2 separate regions of the Pan troglodytes genome follow, and region 2 is linked to region 1. Evidence: chromatin contacts called from public HiChIP or PLAC-seq data. All regions are on one chromosome and are shown on one strand. Each heading gives the region's core, a stretch centred on a gene start, on an enhancer-like site or on the middle of the called end of the contact. The rest is flanking DNA. Distances are from core to core; before and after follow the strand shown.

What was found. HiChIP or PLAC-seq counts read pairs in DNA pulled down with a chosen protein or histone mark.
Region 2: a contact with region 1 is called in an H3K4me3 HiChIP or PLAC-seq map of stem cell-derived excitatory neurons, with 5 times the contacts expected there. The contact joins the promoter of TCERG1 here to the promoter of LARS1 in region 1. A contact is called at or near these places in 1 of 7 Hi-C or Micro-C datasets (stem cell-derived neural progenitor cells) and 1 of 1 datasets of contacts at active chromatin or transcription factors (stem cell-derived excitatory neurons).

What each region holds. Positions count from the first base shown.
Region 1 is chr4:143,912,893-143,919,535 of NHGRI_mPanTro3-v2.0_pri, forward strand. LARS1 (leucyl-tRNA synthetase 1) reads right to left here and starts at 1,528. Exons shown (of 32, transcript XM_001157096.7): 1 at 1,218-1,528. The coding sequence starts at 1,223.
Region 2 is chr4:144,174,005-144,180,941 of NHGRI_mPanTro3-v2.0_pri, forward strand. It overlaps TCERG1 (transcription elongation regulator 1), which reads left to right and starts at 4,136. Exons shown (of 22, transcript XR_010157357.1): 1 at 4,136-4,256.

The sequences.
Region 1 (6,643 bases), core at 278-2,777:
AGGCAGAGGAACCGCTTGAACCTGGGAGGAGGAGGTTGCAGTGAGCCGAGATCGCGCCACTGCACTCCAGCCTGGCGACAGGGCAAGGCTCCGTCTCAAGAAAAAAACAAACAAACAAACAAAAAACAAAAAAAAATAAAACCAGGCGGGATGGCTCATGCCTGTAGTCCCAGCACTTTCGGAGGCTGAGACAGAAGGATCGCTTGAGCCCAGGAGTTCGAAACCCTGTCTCTACTAAAAATACAAAAAATTAGCAGGGTGTAATGGAGCACGCTTGCAGTACCAGCTGTGGGGAGGCTGAGGTGTGAGGATCGCTTGAGCCCTAAGGTCCAGGCTGCAGTGAGCCATGATCACGCCACTGCATTCCAGTCTGGGTCACAGAGTGAGAACATCTCTCAAATTTAAAAAAATTTTTAAAAATTGCAACTGTACTACCCCACCGTACACTCCCTAGCACCCTTTCCTGCTCTATTTTTTCCCCACAGCATTTATCAGCACCTGACACAATATTTCACAGTGTATTTTACCCACACACATAAACACTATGAAAAGAGAGATTTTTGTCTGTTTTACGAAGAGGAGCTCAATTTTTTTTTTTTTTTTTTTTTTTGCTGTAAGTAGGAATCAACTTACATACTCCTCTCTCCACCTCGGCTTTATTTGTTTGTTTATTTATTTATTTTATTTTTAAGACGGAGTCTCACTCTGTCACCCAGGCTGGAGTGCAGTGGCGCGATCTTGGCTCACAGCAGCCTCCCTCTCCTGGGTTCAAGCAATTCTCCTGCCTCAGCCTCCCGAGTAGCTGGGTTAACAGGCGCGCACCACTACGCCCGGCTAATTTTTGTATTTTTGGTAGAAACGGGGTCTCACCATGTTGGCCAGGGTGGTCTCGAACTCCTGACCTCAAATGATCCACCCGCCTCGGCCTCCCAAAGTGCGGGGATTACAGCCGTGGGCCACCGTGCCCGGCTCTCCACCTCGATTTTAGAAACTCCAGAGAAATAACAAATATGATATCCAAGTACTCCGTAAAGTTAACAGACATCAGTTCCTGGTTCATAAACTAGCAAGAAAAAGCAAAGTCTCTACGAAAGGCACGCCTTAAGCGTGGCTCTCTTTTAGAAAAGACTTTCCCTTCAGGACAGCACATGGAGAGCCCCTAGAGACTGGCCAGTCCGGCTCCAGGGCCCCTGCGGACTCTTCCCGCTCAAACTCACCGCCATTGCACCGCCCAGCCGACTGTGCAAATCCACGACAATGACCCTGGCGACCTCCACAAAGGAGTGGTTACCTTTCCCCTCCCTCTCGGGGATGCCAGGCCTCCCACGAAACTAAAGCACACGCTTCACACCTGCTGAGGCAATCATCCGGCTCCTTACTAACTACAGCCAAGGCATCTCAGAGCCCGCCGGGAATTGTAGTTCCCAGACCACCCGAGCAGACACCCAGCAGGCGCTGACTGACTACAATTCCCAGAGAAAAACGGGTTATCGGAAGTCTACCCGATAGGCCCACTCAGAGGGGAACCGGCAGTGACGTCACTGGCATGTTGAACTACAAAGTCCATGATGCAGTGCGGGATCGCCGAATGCCGCGAGTGCGCCCTGGTTAGGTTGGAGTCCCTTAGCCACCAACCTTTTCACCCGGTAGAGCTGGTTGCTTGTCGGGATGCCAGGATACGCAGTTAATTACTATTCGGTGACTGAGGTGCTACTTATGGCTTGCCACTATGCACAGATATTTATTACTGTCAGTGGCATTCAACAGCCCAGCATTTAGACATTGTATAACCGCGTATTAACAATCTCCTTTTTTTTTTTTTGAGACGCAGTATCGCTCTGTCGCCCAGGCTGGAGTGCAGTGGCGCGATCTTGGCTCAGTGCAACCTCGGCCTGCCGGATTCAAGCAATTCTCCTGCCTCAGGCTCCCGAGGAGCTGGGACTACGGGCGAGCGCCACCACACCGACTAATTTTTTGTATTTTTGGTAGAGACTGGGTTTCACCGTGTTAGCCAGGACGATCTCGATTTCCTGACCTCGTGATCTGCCTCCCTCGGCCTCCCAAAGTGCTAGGATTACAGGCGTGAGAGCTACCGTACCTAGCCAACAATCTCCTTTTTTTTTTTTTTTTTTTTTTTTTTTTTTTTTTTTTTTTGAGAGGGAGATTCGTTCTGTCTCCAGGCTGGAGTGCAGTGGCGCGATCTCGGCTCACTGCAACCTCCGCCTCCCGGGTTCAAGCGATTCTTCTGCCCCAGCCTCCTTAGTAGCTGGGATTACAGGCGCGCGCCACCGCGCCCAGCTACTTTTTGTATTTTCAGTAGAAACGGGGTTTCACCATGTTGGCCAGGATGGTCTCGATCTCCTGAACTCGTGATCCGCCCACCCCAGCCTCCCAAAGTGATGGGATTACAGGCGTGAGCCACCGTGCCCGGCCAACAATCTCCATTTTTAAGCGAGAGGCTGAAAGCCTACCTGGTCCCATTGCCTGACTCAGACTATTTAGAATACTACCAAACAGGGCCAGGCGCGGTGGCCATAATCCCATTATTTTGGGATGCCGAGGTGGGCGGATGACCTGAGGTCAGGAGTTTGAGACCAGCCTGGCCGACATGGTGAAACCCCGTCTCTACTAAAAATACAAAAATTAGCTGGGTATGGTGGCGCGCACCTGTAGTCCCAGCTACTCGGGAGGCTGAGGCAGGAGAATTGCTTGAACCCAGGAGGCAGAGGGTGCACTGAGTCGAGATCGCACCACTGCACTCCATCTTGGGCGGCAGAGCGAGACTTCATCTCAAGGAAAAAAAAAAAAGACTGGCCGGGTACGGTGTCTCACACCTGTAATCCCAGCACTTTGGGAGGCCGAGGCAGGTGGATCACGAGGTCAGAGGTTCGAGACCAGGCTGGCCAAGATGGTGAAACCCCGTCTGTACTAAAAATACAAAAATTAGCCGGGAGTGGTGTCACACGCCTGTAATACCAGCTGCTGGGAAGCTGAGACAGGAGAATCACTTGAACCCGGGAGGTGGAAGTTGCAGTAAGCCAAGATGGCAGCACTGCACTCCAGCCTGGGCGACAGAGCAAGACTCCGTCTCAAAAACAAAACAAAAAAAAGACTATGCTACCATACAGAGATATATGGTGTCTGATACAGTAGCCACTAGCCACATGTGGCAATTTAAATTCAAATTAATTAAAAATAAATAAAATTTAAAATTCATTTCTTGCCGGGCACAGTGGCTCATTCCTATAATCCTAGAATTTTGGGAGGCTGAGGCAGGAGAATCACTCAAACCCAGGAGGCAGAGGTCGCAGTGACCTGAGATCACGCCACTACACTCCAGCCTGGGGGACAGAGTGAGACTCCATCTCAAAAAACAACAACAACAACAACAAAACACACAGATGGCCGGGCGCCCTGGCTCATGCCTGTAATCCTAGCACTTTGGGAGGCCTAAGTGGGCGGATTGCCTGAGCTCAGGAGTTCAAGACCAGCCTGGGCAACATGGTGAAATCCTACCTCTACTGGAAATACAAAAAAAAAAAAATTAGCGGGGCGTAGCAGCATGTGCCTGTAGTCTCAGCTACTCAGGAGGCTGAGGCAGGAGAATTGCTTGAACCCAGAAGGCAGAAGTTTCAGTGAGCCGAGATCACACCACTGTACTCCAGCCTGGGTGACAGAGTGAGACTCCAGCTCCAAAAAAAAACAACAACAACAAAAAACCACAAATTAGTTACTCACATGTGATAATTTATTAACACAGTAAAACATTAAGCATCTACAATGCACTTTAAGGGATTGGGGACCCTTTAAGGGGATGGGGAACGCAGCCCAGATGCGTGTCTACCTAAGGGTTTAAGGGAAGGGAATACACACACACACAAACACATACACACAGAACTTTTTTTTTTTTTTTTACATTTTTCAACAACTAGTTTTGAAATACAAATTCAATGATGTCCTAAAACAATACTTGGCATATGATATGGGGTCAATACAAATTTGTTGGATGAAAGGAAAAAGTTAAGAAGGAACCTTAGGCTACCAGTGGCTCTCCTGCCTCTAGGCTGCCTCCCTCACTTTCCATACCCTCTTCCTTTAGCTACCAACCATTTAGTCATCACTTCCTGACAGCCCAAGTCCGAGTTAAATGCTCCCCACTAGATGTTCCCCGAAGCACCCCTTGCCTTGGAAATTTCATCTCATGAATTGCCTGTTTATTTATCACTAGACTAAAATCTGCATAACAGCAGAGACTGTGCCTAGCACGATGTCATGCCCATAGCAGGTGCCTTATAAATATTTATTAAATGAATGAAAGAATCCTCATCCTCCACAGCTCTTATAACTATAGCTATAATTTCTTGTCCCAATTCTGCCCTAACCAGTACTATTTTCATCTCTTTGATTCATCACCTTCCAATCCACATTGGTAATTGAAAGTATTCATACAACAAATATTTATTGAGTACCTCCCATAAACCTGACGTAGAGCTAGGATGGAGTCAAGAACAAGGCAGACCATGGTCCCTTCCTTCATGGAGCTTACAGTCTAAAGGGCATGAGACATTAAATTAGAAAATAAACAAGTAAGTATTTTATTAGAAATTATGAAACACCTGCCTTCATGTCTCCAAATTCAACTTTTGTAATTTTCCCATTTAAGTGACTGAGCCTGGTCATGGTGTTGCACACCTGTAATCCCAGCAGTTTGGGAGGCTGAGGTGGGTGGATCACTTGAGGAGTTCAAGACCAGCCTGGGCAACATGGCGAGACCCTGTCTCTACAAAAATTAAAATTAAAAAAATTAGCTGGCTGGGCACGGTGGCTCATGCCTGTAATCCCAGCACTTTGGGAGGCCAAGGCAGGTGGATCACGAGGTCAGGAGTTCAAGACCAGCCTGGCCAACATGGTGAAACCCCACCTCTACTAAAAACTACAAAAATTAGCTGGGCGTAGTGGTGCGCACCTGTAGTCCCAGCTACTCAGGAGGCTGAAGCTGACGAATTGCTTGAACCCGGGAGGTGGAGGTTGCAGTGAGCCACGATCACATCACCGTACTACAGTCCAGGTGACAGGGCGAGACTCCGTCTCAAAAAAAAAAAAAAAAAAAAAAGTAGCTGAGCATTGTGGTGCATGCCTGTGGTCCCAGCTTCTTGAAAGGCTGAGGCGGGAGGCTGAGGCAGGAGGATCACTTGAGCCGAGGAGGTTGATGCTTCAGTGAGTCATGTTCGAACCATTGCACTCCAGCTTGGGTGATAGGGCAAGAGTCTGTCTCAAAAAACAAAACAGCCAGGTGCAGTGGCTCACGCCTGTAATCCCAGCACTTTGGGCGGCCAAGGTGGGCGGATCATGAGGTCAGGAGATCGAGACCATCCTGGCTAACATGGTGAAACCCCATCTCTACTAAAAATACAAAAAATTAGCCAGGCGTGGTGGCGGGTGCCTGTAGTCCCAGCTACTCAGGAGGCTGAAGCAGGAGAATGGCGTGACTCAGGAGGCGAAGCTTGCAGTGAGTCGAGATTGAACCACTGCACTCCAGCCTGGGCGACAGAGCAAGATTCTGTCTCAAACACACACACACACACACACACACACAAACAAAAACATAAGTGACCAAGATTCCTGTTTTAAGGATCATTTGAATTTCATTCATTCAACAAAATGTATTTAGCTTCTCCTGTGTACAAGGCACTATTCTAGATGCTGGAGACACAATATTTGAAAAAGACAGGCATAGGCTGGGTGTGGTGGCTCACACCTGTGATTCCAGCACTTTGGGAGTCCGAGGCGGGCAGATCATGAGGTCAGGAGATTGAGACCATCCTGGCTAACACGGTGAAACCCCGTCTCTACTAAAAATACAAAAAATTAGCCGGGTGTGGTGGCGGGCGCCTGTAGTCCCAGCTACTCGGGAGGCTGAGGCAGGAGAATGGCCAGAACCTAGGAGGCGGAGCTTGCAGTGAGCCGAGATCGCACCACTACACTCCAGCCTGGCGACAGAGCAAGACTCCGTATCAAAAAAAAGAAAAAAGAAAAAAAAAAGAAAAAAAGAAAAGAAAAAAAAGAAAAAGACAGGCACAGCTGGGCACTGTGGCATACGCCTGTAATCCCAGCACTTTTGAGAGTCTGAGGCAGGTGGGTCACCTGAGGTCAGGAGTTTGAGACCAGCCTGACCAGTATGGTGAAACCATAGTCTCTGCTAAAAACACAAAAAAATTAGTCGGGCGTAGTGGCGGGCGCCTGTAGTCCCAGCTACTCGGGAGGCTGAGGCAGGAGAACGGCGTGAACCTGGGAGGCAGAGCTTGCAGTGAGCCGAGATCGCGCCACTGCACTCCAGCCTGGGCGACAGAGCAAGACTCCGTCTCAAAAAACAAAAACAAAAACAAAAACAAAAATTAGCCGGGCGTGGTGGCACACGCCTGTAGTCCTAGCTACTCAGGAGGCTGAGACAGGAGAATCGCTTGAACTCAGGAGGCGGAGGTTGCAGTGAGCTGAGATCCCAACACTGCACTCTGGTAGGGGCAGCAGAGTGAGACTCAAAAAAAGAAAAAGAAAAAGACAGGCACTGCCACATCCTTCAGAGAGCTTCCAGTCTAGTGGAAGGGACAGACATTAAACCAGTGAGAGCAATGGGAGGCCATCG
Region 2 (6,937 bases), core at 2,886-5,385, 260 kb after region 1:
TAAATATTTCAAAGACCAGTATTTCCAGTTAGGAATAACATAGCTGCACAGTTTATGGGTTAATAAGTGTGTTATTAGGAGCTGGGGGCTTCAGCCAGGAAAACAGTCTTTTTAAAGCATTTACAGTCTAGAGGGAAGAGGAAGAAATGATACATGGTGATTTGGGTGAGACACAGGATTGAGTGGTCTCTAACTGGCTTTGGTGTTAGACACACACGTGTTTGAATTCTGGCTTCCCCTCTTTTCAGCTATCTGAATGTCGCCTTGCATCAGTCCTATCATCTATCTGAGCCTCAGTTTCCTCATTTGTAAATTGGGGGCAATACATCCACCTTGCAGGGCTGTTGAAAGGATTGGAAATAGTGTATGTAATGTACCTCCTACGGATTTAAGATAGGTGCTCAAAAATGGCAGTTATTTTTTTAAAGCCTGATTCTGCATTGGAACCAGTTCTCAAGAGCCAATTCTGATGAGTGTCTTCACAGCAGGACCTAAGCCCTGATGAATTAATTTGTCTGAAACCAACATTGTCTCTTCATTTCATCTTGATATGCTAATTTTGGGGGGTAATAATTCAATGGTTACCAATTAAGCAAGGATGGTATTTGCTATTCTGTTCTATATAGTTGTGTACATTATCAGTATCCTAATAGTTATCAAGCTTTGACTGTCAGAAAGTCCATTTGGTCTCTTAAAAGATGCACTGAATCTCTTCAATTCCTTTTTCATTTTGATTCAATAAAATGGTTCACTCTAGAAAAACTGTGTAGACATAGTTCAAGTCAGAAATTTGCAATATGTTGTAAATAACTATTGAGCTCAAACTACCTGAATTTCAAGGACATTTTTATGGGGATACACTATAGCAATGAAATAATGAAATATATACATATATACACATGATTATCATTACATGTGATAGATATACATATGTATATACTTAATCTATTTAAAAGATTATACTATAATATAAATATCTTAAAGTGTATTTAGATATAAATAACATAATAAAAACTATCAGATAATAAAATTTTTAATACCTGCAAGGAGTTTCTTCGACTGACAATTTGTTTTCATTTTTTATTTGAGATGAAGTCTCACTCTGTCACACAGGCTGGAGTGCAATGGCGAGATCTCGGCTCACTGCAACCTCTGCCTCCCAGGTTTAAGCGATTCTCCTGCTTCAGCTTTCCAAGTAGCTGGGACTACAGGCACGTGCCACCATGCCTAGCTAATTTTTGTATTTTTTTAGTAGAGACGGGGTTTTGCCATGTTGGCCATGCTGGTCTCAAAATCCTCAGGTGATCCACCTGCCTCGGCCTCCCAAAGTGCTGGAATTACAGGCGTGAGCCACGGCGCCCGGCCTGTTTTCATCTTTTATATATGCTAGTGACTTATTTTCTATAAGCTTTCCATTTTGAATCTTTTTTTAGTAGGAATTAGTTTGTAATGAGCCATCTATACCAGTATTATTTTCAGAATAGTTGACCAGAACTTGGGGATACACACTGATGTTGAAAAAGGGATCTAACTCCCAACTTTTAGTCAAACTATAGTTTGTTCAAATGCCACACCTTTTTTTTTTTCTTTTTTAAGACAGTGTCTAACTCTGTATCCCACGCTGGAGTGCGGTGCTGCAATTACAGCTCACAGTAGCCTCGACTCAAGTGGGCTCAAGCGGTCCTCCGACCTCTGCCTGTCAAGTAGCTGGGACCACAGTCATGCATCACAATGCCTGGCTAATATTTTTGATTTTTTGTAGTGGTGAGGTCTCACCATTTTGCTCAGGCTGGTTTCAAACTCCTGAACTCAAGCAGTCCTCCCGCCTTGGCCTCCCAAAGTGCTGGGATTACAGGCCTGTGGCACCACACCCAGCCTCAAATATCACATCTTTAACAAAATTTTCACCATGCTCTCCTCCAATTATTCATGCTCAGAACTGTGTGAAGCCTTTATCACAATTTATCATATTTAATTGATTTTGAATATTTAACTGGAATTCAGTGTAGAATGGTGTTTTTGAATTAAAATATAATTCACATACAGTAAAATTCACCTTTTAAAGTATACAAGTTGGCTGTATGCAGTGGCTCACACCTGTAATCCCAGCACTTTGGGAGGCCAAGGTGGGCAAATCACTTCAGCTTAGGAGTTCAAGACCAGCCTGGCCAACATGGCAAAACCCCGTCTTTACCAAAAATATAAAAAATTAGCTGGACGTGGTGGCGGAGGCCTGTGGGAGCTACTTGGGAGGCTGAAGTGTGAGGATCGCTTGAGCCTGGGAGGCGGAGGTTGCAGTGAGCTGATATCATGCCACTGCACTCCAGCCTGGGTGACAGAGTGACACTCCCTCTCAAAATAAGTAAATAAATAAATAAATAGTATAGAATTCAATGGGTTTTAGTATATTCACAAAGTTGTGCAACCATCAGCGCCAATTCCAGAACATTTTTATCATCCGAAAAGACATTCCATATCCATCAGCAGTCACTTCCAATTCCTCATTCCCCTCTACCTCCTGGAAACCACTGTTCTACTTTCTGTCTGTATGTATTTGCCTGAAATGCAATGCAATTTCATCATATTTCATGTAAATGGAATCATACAACAGGCGGCCGTTTTGTATGTGGCTTTTTATGTCTGAACAATATTTCATTGCACAGTTATACCATGTTTCTTTTTTTCTTTTTCTTTTTTTTTTTTTTGAGACGGAGTCTCGCTGTCGCCCAGGCTGGAGTGCAGTGGCGCGATCTCTGCTCACTGCAAGCTCTGCTTCCGGGGTTCACGCCATTTTCCTGCCACAGCCTCCTGAGTAGCTGGGACTACAGGCGCCCGCCACCACGCCGGGCTATTTTTTTTTAGTAGAGACAGGGTTTCACCGTGTTAGCCAGGATGGTCTTGATCTCCTGACCTCGTGATCCACCCGTCTCGGCCTCCCAAAGTGCTGGGATTACAGGCTTGAGCTACCGCGCCCGGCCTATACCATGTTTCTTAACCATTCATCAGCTGATGGTCATTGGGTTGTTACAATACTTTTTGGCTATTATGAATATTGCTGCTGTGAACATTTGTGCACATGTTTTTATGTGGATCCAATTATTTAGGCTTACAGTATTTAAGAGTGCTGCTTTGCTACTACGCTGACTGGGGTTAAGACCAGGCTCTGCTATTTAGTAAATGTGTGACCTTGGGCAAGTTACTTAACTTCTCTGTGCCTCAAGCTCATCTACAAACAGTGACTATGTTACCCACCTCCTAGTAATTTTTGAATCTTAAAAGAGTTAACGTACCTGACATACTTAGATCCGGGTTTGCTACATGGTTATGTCCAAGTAAAATTTATCTATTAGTATTATTTTAATATTTTTACGACTTTAATAAAAGGGCTCATCTTCATTGTGCCTTTGAAACCCCAAATCCAAAACTTTTTTTTTTTGTTAATTAGAAAAACTAAATAAATATTCAGAATTGTCTGGTATTCTGGGTGTGCTAATTTCAGACAAGCACATTTTGAGATCGAGGGAGACGTGGTTAAGCTGTAAATTGCAAAGAGGCTTGCCTTCGCCAATTTACCTTTCTTAATGCAGCAACTTATAACACCTATTGGCTTGCAACGGTTTAGTATAATTTGGGAGGTATTCTTGTAATTAATAATATATTATTTAATAACATGGATATAGAGCTGAGTGGTGACTTAAGACTCCTGCTACTGTAAAGCTAGGAAATAGCGGCTTTCCACACCAACTGTGCAATCGGTTTAGGCGCGGCCCAGGTCGATTTTGATTGGCTTGCCCAGTGGAAATGCTCTCCGCCTCAGCTACTACTGGCCAATATGGCTCCACAATTGGCTCTCCTGGAAGCCGACAGACACGTGGCTACCGCAGGCTGAGCCGAACTTGGGAGGACTTAGTTCTGCTTACCGCGAGAGGGCGCCGGCGGCTCCTCACTGCTAAAATCTCATTTCCCATAAAGCCCCCGAGTCACCAATCAACTGGCTGTCTTCATACCGCTTTCAAAGTCGGCGGGCGCCTTGCCCAATAGCAAAGAACATACCGCCCCCATTTCGAAGATTGATGGAAAGTTTGACCAACCGCATCTCAGACTTCTGCTGTCTCCGCCTCTCTCATTGGGGATTGACGATTTTTCTAGCCAATAGGAGACGCCGGGTCGGCGGGTGGATGAACACGGCCCTCTGTAATGGCGGAGCGTGGCGGGGACGGGGGCGAGAGTGAACGATTCAACCCGGGGGAGCTCAGGTAAGAGACGCTGCCCTCCTTCACATCTCTGCTCACGAGAGCCCCAGAGGCTAGACCTGCCATGTGGAGATCCGGGGCGGACGGTGGGTAGCGGAGCCGGGCGGCCCGGGCCGGGACCGCATGGGGTTTAAGAAGGGGGAAGGGGAAGGTGGCTTGAATGAGAGCCGGGCCCGGGCTGGGCCAGGGCCTCCTGCGCGTTCACTGGCTGCTTCCTAGTGCTTTCTTGGGGTCTCGCCGCCTCTCGCGGCCTGCAGCCCTCTGGCCGGGCGCGGTGCTCCCGCCTTTGGGCCCCGCCTCAGCCGCGTGTCGCCTCCGTCTCGGCCGACCTGAGTCTGTCTCCAGGCCGCGCTCCGCTGCGGGCCTGATTTTCCTCATCGACGTTTCTGCACTCCGCAGTTACTTCCCCTGTACCCCTCGCCACTTCTGGCTAAGCCTTCTCCACGCCCTCCGCGGCTCTTTGGGCTCCCCACGTTTGCCCTTTCATTTCATCCCCCTCATTGCTTGCCTTTCTTAACTTCTGTGGCTTTTCTTCCTTTTTTCATCCCTTTATTCCTTATTATCCTGTAGTTGTGAGTAGCAACAACAGTAGCAACCCCTTATTAGGCACTTACCTTGTGCCAGTAAACCCTTTACTTTGGTTTGTCTCATTTAATCCTCACAACCACCCTTTGGAGTAGTTGCTATTAACATTTTGCAGGCCACAGACCAGAGGCGTCTTCAGTTGTTACTCGCCCATCTTACAGGTGAGATAACAGCCTCGTGGAGGTTGAGTCAGTAGAATAAGATTGCATAGGCGGATTTGTGGCTCCAGGAAGTGGCTTGAACTCAGGCAGTCAGGTTTCAGAGCCTGCAATCCCGATTGGCGTTCTATTCTTCTACTACTCATGCCATTTCCTTGAACAGTGCAGTGACCTTTTTTCCCCTGGAACCTCAGTGCCTATGAGTTTGTAATTAAAATTTGGTAAAATGAGAGTGACCTGGAGAAATCTTTTGGTCAGTGGTTTTTGAGGAAAAGAGGTATTATGCTTTATGTGTATTTGGTACTTTGTTTTTTTTCTGTATGGGAGAAATGGCATTTCAGATGTTCAGCTCCCATTCTGAATTGTGCTATTGTCAACGTTTGAAAATGAAAAAGAGCAGTGTAGATTATGAAGACTCGGTTGATACTGTCTAGAACTTAAGATGAAATTGTGTAAGGAAATGGGTATTGTTATTCAAGGTTTTAGAAGAGGAAAATGCCTTTCAGATTCTGTATGGTCGCACACACAAATCTCCACTTTGGCAGAAATGAAATTTTGTTTTATTTCAGAGATGAATCTGAAATCCTTTAAACTCCATATGTATACAGTATTAAGGAGTGATCAAGGTGAATTGTCAGCATCTTTAAATATTAGCGATGCCAAGTTTATTCCTGATTTCGATCTTAAAGGGAGGTTACTTAGCTAGTTTCAGATGGATTTATTAGGGAACATTCTTTTGCATTTTAGAAAGTATCTTTCTAAAGCTTTAAAAAAAATCCTTATTAATAAAGCCGTTTAGGCTTTATTAATAGTCTAGACACTGTTGCACAACTGATTTGAATAGGGCTTTAATTTGCAAATGAATTTGCCCTGTTGCAAATATTTTATAACGTAGCCTCTTGGATTGGAAGTTGCTTGCAGAGCATACTGTACAGATCTTTATTTTAGCATTTCTCATGAAATTAGGTGTGTATGTGGCCTCTTTGATGGCAGAAGTTGGGGCTTAATTTTTGCATTATATTTGTAACCTGAATGTACTTCATGGTGTGTCTGTCATAACCGCCTGGCAAATGAGATGTTCTGTAGTTATGTTGTAAATAAATGAAGATAGGAGATTTAAAGATACTTCACTTATTGGGCCGACATTTATTGTGTGCTACATGACAGTTGCTGACCTAGGTGCTGGCAATAGTGCCCTGAACCAGACCGAAAAAAGAGGTTTGTCCTGCAGGAGCTTCCAGCTTAAGTAAGAGCCATCTAAATTGTAAATGAAATCAACCACATCAAATGATTAAATCTGCCTGTAAGTGTGAAGTGACTTACACAAGGTCACTGGGTAGTTGGCAGGGTCTGGACTAAACCTCAGGTTCCCTCAATCATAGTTTATACAATTTGCCCCCATATATCGGTAGCATCTTTTTATTTCTTGCCCCTCCAGTTAAAGTATTGTCTTTAGCATTGAGGAGATTGCGTATCTGGATAGACAACTTCTATTATAGAAAAATACCTTATGTTTGTATTTCCATGATGTTCTTGTGAAATATTTTTGTTCCTTCTATTCGTGCAAGTAGGCTTTTGTTTTTCAGAAAGGTTGTAAGTGGTAGGAATGCAAATCACAATAGATGGAAAATTTATAGACGTTCCAAATACCATTAAAGTAACTTCCAGAGTCATTTGTATAGATCCTTTCCCTAGAGCCTTTGTTTACCTATCAATACTTAAGATACTTGCAATCTAAATTTCCTTATCTATAAAATGAGGATAAGAATATTCTGGTGTTATCACTGACTAGCTGCCTTAAGAAAATTATTTTTCTGTGCTATCATTTCCTCTGTAAAAATGGTGTCAAACTTACCTTATTGGGCTGTAGTGAGGATTAAGAGTTAATATGGATAATGTCTGTATAACCATGCTGGTATATAGGAACTTTACTATCATTAT